Regions from separate parts of the Triticum aestivum genome. Here region 2 is linked to region 1. A link is a contact called in public Hi-C data. All regions are on one chromosome and are shown on one strand. The core of a region is the stretch at or near the end of the contact, and the rest is flanking DNA. Distances in the headings are between cores, read along the strand shown.

Region 1 (2,700 bases), core at 78-2,577:
ATCGCCGTGACCAGGACGCCCGAAGGCTTCTTCCTCTCTCAGCGGCAATATGCTGCGGAGCTGCTGGGACGCGCAAACATGACCGAGTGCAAGCCGGTGTCCACGCCAGTCGACACTCACTCCAAGCTCTCCGCGACAGACGGCGCGCCAGTCCCTCACGCCTCCGAGTATCGCAGCTTGGCAGGCGCCCTGCAGTACATGACCATGACACGGCCCGACATCGCCTATGCCGTGCAACAGTGCTGCCTGGTCATGCACGACCCGCGCACTCCTCACCTTGCCTTGCTGAAGCGCATTTTGCGCTATCTCAGTGGCACCACCGAGTACGGCCTCCACCTGCACCCGTCGGCGTCGCTCGCGCTCCCGTCGGCGTCGCTCGCGCTCACCGCGTACTCGGACGCAGACTGGGCAGGCTGCCCGGACACGCGGCGCTCCACCTCCGGCTACACTGTCTACCTCGGCGACTCCTTGGTCTCTTGGTCATCCAAGCGCCAGGCTACGGTCTCCCGTTCCAGCGCGGAAGCAGAATACCGTGCCGTCGCCAACACCGTCGCGGAGTGCTGCTGGCTTCGCCAACTCCTTGGTGAGCTGCACGTCTCCCTCCCCAAGGCCACTGTCATCTTCTGCGACAACATTTCGTCCGTCTACATGGCTGCCAACCCCGTCCACCATCGACGCACGAAACACATCGAGCTCGACATCCACTTCGTCCGAGAGAAGGTCGCCCTTGGTCACCTCCGTGTCTTGCACGTGCCCACCACGCATCAGTTCGCTGACGTCCTGACCAAGGGGCTATCGACACCGGCGTTCCAGGAGTTCCGGTCCAGCTTATGCATCCGGCCACCCGATGCTTCAGCTGCGGCGGGGTGTAAGCAGTTGCTGCCCTAGACTAGCTGCATGGCCATGCACGTCGTGCATGCCCCCCCACCTCTCGCACGTCGTGTGTCCCACTCTCCCTCTCTCTCCTGCGCTACGCGCCCTGTACATGTACGGCTCGTGTATATAATCACAGGAATGCAATGAGAGCACTCAAGGTGCATTATTCTCTCTATCTCTCCCACTCACACAGATCAAAGGAGATAGAAGAAGAAAAATTACATTGATGCAATGAATATAGATGAGCATCTGAAAGGAGTCATCACAAAGGCAATTAAGGATGTCAGAATTCTTGACATTCCATTTTCCAAAGCATTTTACAAGCTTATCCTAGGACAGGTATTTTGGACCTTGCATTCTTGAAATATATATCATGTTTGTTACGCTTTCTTACTTTTGTTAGTCGATCTAATAAGCTTTTCTTTGTTAGGAGCTTAATATATATGATATCAGTTCCTTTGATCCTGAGCTGTTAATATATATGATATCAGTTCATTTGATCCTGAGCTGGCAACAACCCTTATGGAGTTGAAAGCACTTGTCAAAAGAGATACTTAGAATCATCTTCAATGGGGGATACCAGAGCACATCTGATTTGTGTTAACGAGGTTGTAAAATTGAGGATCTTGCTATTGACTTTGTTGTCCCCGTGTATCCAGAATATGTGCTTTCTTCAGAGGGTACCTCAGATAATGTAACTGATTTGACTCTGCACTCTCAGTTGCTGGCTTATCAGCAGATTAAAGTATTCTCTAAATTACTCATGTTATTTTCAGGTAACTGATGAGAGTTTGGATGAATATGTTTATTTTGTTGTCGACACTGCGGTTAAAAGTGGAATCTCAAGACAACTGGAGGCTTTTAAATCAGGATTCAGTCAGTATGCTGTATCATGGTGCTGCTCTCGTCTTTTATACTCCCTCCTTAAAGAAATATAAGAGCGTTTAGATCACTAAAGTAGTGATCTAAACGCTCTTATATTTCTTTACAGAGGGAGTACTTGGGTAACTTGGGGCAGCTTTTCAGTTACAAGTTCTACTCCCTTTGACAAAGTATTAGGTTGCTTTTTCCTACTAGCATTTTATCTTTAGACGAACTTGGCAGTAATGCTTTAATTAGACAATGCAAAAACCTTTCCTTATTTTTTTAACCCTGTGTATTTCTTAAGCAATCTTAATCCAATATGTATAAAATTATACTTGTTTCTGATAGTAATGACTCCCTCTGTCCTTTTATTACATCTGTCCGTTCTGGTGTATTTAGATGTTAGGTTACTTTCTGTACTTTGCTCTGTAACTCATGAGCCTTACATGGGCCCTATAGGGTGACATGCACTCGATGTTCACCTTCTCATTTTATACATTTCACTCTTCTCTGGTGTTGTCTCTTACTGCCCGCACAGTCGAAAAATCATTTTGTCGTTGTCCACTGACACTGGGTATTGCAGGTATTTTTACTAAGCACACTTCAGGTATTCTCGGAGGATGAGCTGGAGAGATGACTCTGCGGAGAACAAGATAATTGGGATGTATGTGCTTGTCTTTTGTTGGAAGTTGTTGATATTTTTTTTGTAACCATTCAATTTTCGCTACTGACCCCTTGCTTCTGATAATTTTGTGGAACTTGCGGATCACATAAAATTTGATCATGGCTACGCACCTCCAGCAGTCCTGCAATCATTCTCTCTGATGATGACCTGCCGAGTGTGATGATTTGTGCTAACTATCTCAAGTGACCTGCCTACTGCACCAAGGTCTGAACTCACTGCCCTTCTGCAAATTGAGCATCATAGTAGATTAACTTACATCTATTCTTCTTGCCCTT
Region 2 (2,700 bases), core at 84-2,583, 640 kb before region 1:
CTCGGTCTCCTCTCTCGTCCATTGCACTGATGATACCATGGCGCGAACACTGCATTCTCCTCCTCTGTCGATTGTCTTTGTGCAAGCACCGCAACTAGTTCGCCCACGGTGTCGCTCGCCCACAACTTCATGCTCGTCATGTCAGACACGACGCCACGACCACTATCCACCGCAGTCGCCATGGTCCGGCGCACACTGCATTTCTTCCCCCTTCTTCTGCTGGCTCTTAACCCTGTGTGTTAAGAGCAAGTGCTAGCTCTTAATTATACCTCATGCGTGCAACCAAATACCGTGTCCATGTGCCGCTTGGGCCAATTCAAACAACCAAATAAAATGCACTTGTGTATTACCTAATGCAGGAACCCTAGATGCAGGCAACCAAATAACTTGTAGATGACGCATTAGGCCTGTTTTTACTCAACCAGATTGGGTTGAGAAGTGTATGCCATACAGGTACCGTTCACAACCTTGAACCAAACACGCTGTAGTACTACGCAACAGTAGCTGAGTAGTAGTACAGGTAGATCTTGCCGGTGAGGCCAGTTGCCCGGGTTCGAAAGAAGAGAGGCTGGCCGCAGGTGGCGGCGGTGACGGGGCATCCCGGTCAGTTTCCGCGAAGGCACGGAGCTCTGGGACAGGTGTCCCACCACTCCCGTCGCTCGCAACCGCACCGGCGTTTATTCCGTCCGCCCGTCAGTGTCACGGGTACATGACCGTTCCTCCCTCCGTGTTTGCAGGTGCAGGTCGTCGTCCAACCGAGAGTTGATTTGAATATTGAACGCGGCGATTGGCCAATGAAGCTGGTCATCATGCGCCATGTCCAACGTTTCTTGCACCTGGCTGGATGGTAGAATTTTCGCATCTGACATTTAGGTGCCGCAGCTGGTCTGTGGGTCTGTGCTCGGGGATAATCTTGCTTCCCAAAAGCGATTAATTTGGCTAACCAGGCAAATCAGAAGCCTTTGATGGTCGAATCTGATTGCTCGGCGGTGCGTGTCTTCGCTGCCAGTAGAAATGGTGTGAATTCTACCACAAAATCTATACATAACTCATTCTATAAAGAAAATAAAAACATTAGATCACTACAAGGGAGTGATATTGTCAGTTGGCGCCACAATACCTGAGCTTCCGTAAAGTATTCGTTATGTTGTTAACCGAGCAAGAGAAATGGTCAAATGAAAGGCTCAAAGGAGAGCGAAAGGTTTGATAATTGACTCCCCATACCAGTTGACCTGCGTTCTGGCTCCAGCTGCACATCCCGCCCCCTGCCCGCCGCCACCCATGGAAAAACTAGAAGCAACGACCTTTGACTCCGTCCAACCATAGCACCACACATTACCCGACCGACCGAACGCGGCACACCACCGTCCTGAGTCCCCTCCCTCCCTGCCGTGCTTCCTTTCCCCACTCATCCCCTTTACAGGAAGCGCAACCGAAGCAATGGCCGCTCCGACGCGCCCGCGCGGGCTCGCCGCCACCAGCAGGGCGGCGCTCGCGCTCCTCGTCCTCCTCGCCGTCGCCGCGCCTCGGTGCCGCGTCGCGCGCGCGCAGCAGCAGTACGAGGCCAACAAGCAACTCAACTGCTACGGCACCAACGACAGCTCCGTGCTCGGCTACACCTGCAACGCCACCGCCGCGGCCCGTCCCTGCGCCTCCTACGTCGTCTTCCGCTCCTCCCCGCCCTACGACTCGCCCATCTCCATCTCCTACCTCCTCAACACCACCCCCGCCGTCCTCGCGGACGCCAACGCCGTGCCCACTGTCTCCCCGGTCGCCGCCTCCCGCCTCGTCCTCGCGCCGCTCAACTGCGGCTGCGCGCCCGGCGGCTACTACCAGCACAACACGTCCTATACCATCCAGTTCAGCAACGAGACCTACTTCATCACCGCCAACATCACCTACCAGGGCCTCACCACCTGCCAGGCGCTCATCGCGCAGAACCCCAACCACGATAGCCGCAAACTCGTCGTCGGGAACAACCTCACCGTGCCGCTCCGCTGCGCTTGCCCCTCGCCGGCGCAGGCCGCCTCCGGGGTCAGGCACCTGCTCACCTACCTCGTCACATGGGGCGACGCCATCGCCGACATCGCCGCCCGCTTCCGCGTCGACGCCCAGGCGGTGCTCCGCGCCAACAACCTAACCGACAGCGAGAACATATACCCCTTCACCACTCTGCTCATCCCGCTCAAGAGCGCGCCCACGCCGGACATGCTCGTGTCGCCGGCGCCACCGCCAGCACCGGCGCCACCGCAGGCCCAGCAGCCGCCGCCGTCTGGAGGGTCGGGCAGCGGGAAGGGGGTTGCTGTCGGGGTCGGTGTTGGTGTCGGCGTTCTTGCGCTGGCGGGACTTCTTGGCCTGATGTTCTTATGTGTCCGGCGGCGGCGGCGACCGCGGCCCGGCGTTGTGGAAGACGGCCATCCGGGGAAGGGCGTTCTCGACGTGCCCTCGTCTGCCGATTACGACCCTCTTGCCTCGGGCAAGCATACGTCCTCGGCTACGACGAACTCCTCGTCATCGTCGGCGTTTGTGTCCACCGACGCGCGCGCGGCGGTGGAGTCCCTGACCGTGTACAAGTACTCGGAACTCGAGAAGGCGACGGCAGGGTTCTCGGAGGACCGGAGGGTCAAGGACGCGTCCGTGTACCGCGCGGTGATCAACGGCGACGCGGCGGCCGTGAAGCGTGTGGCTGGCGATGTGAGC

Evidence for each region. Hi-C and Micro-C count contacts between places; a contact is called where the count stands out from the background.
Region 2: a Hi-C map of leaf shows a contact between it and region 1, with 5 times the contacts expected there. The contact joins the promoter of LOC123136780 here to the promoter of LOC123136777 in region 1. A contact is called at or near these places in 2 of 5 Hi-C or Micro-C datasets (both in leaf).

Annotation. Positions count from the first base shown.
Region 1 is chr6B:239,088,218-239,090,917 of IWGSC CS RefSeq v2.1, reverse strand. LOC123136777 reads left to right here and starts at 1,327. Exons shown (of 8, transcript XR_006467284.1): 1 at 1,327-1,570; 2 at 1,653-1,771; 3 at 2,324-2,404; 4 at 2,545-2,629.
Region 2 is chr6B:239,726,880-239,729,579 of IWGSC CS RefSeq v2.1, reverse strand. It overlaps LOC123136780 (protein LYK5), which reads left to right and starts at 1,333. Exons shown (of 1, transcript XM_044556281.1): 1 at 1,333-2,700. The coding sequence starts at 1,441.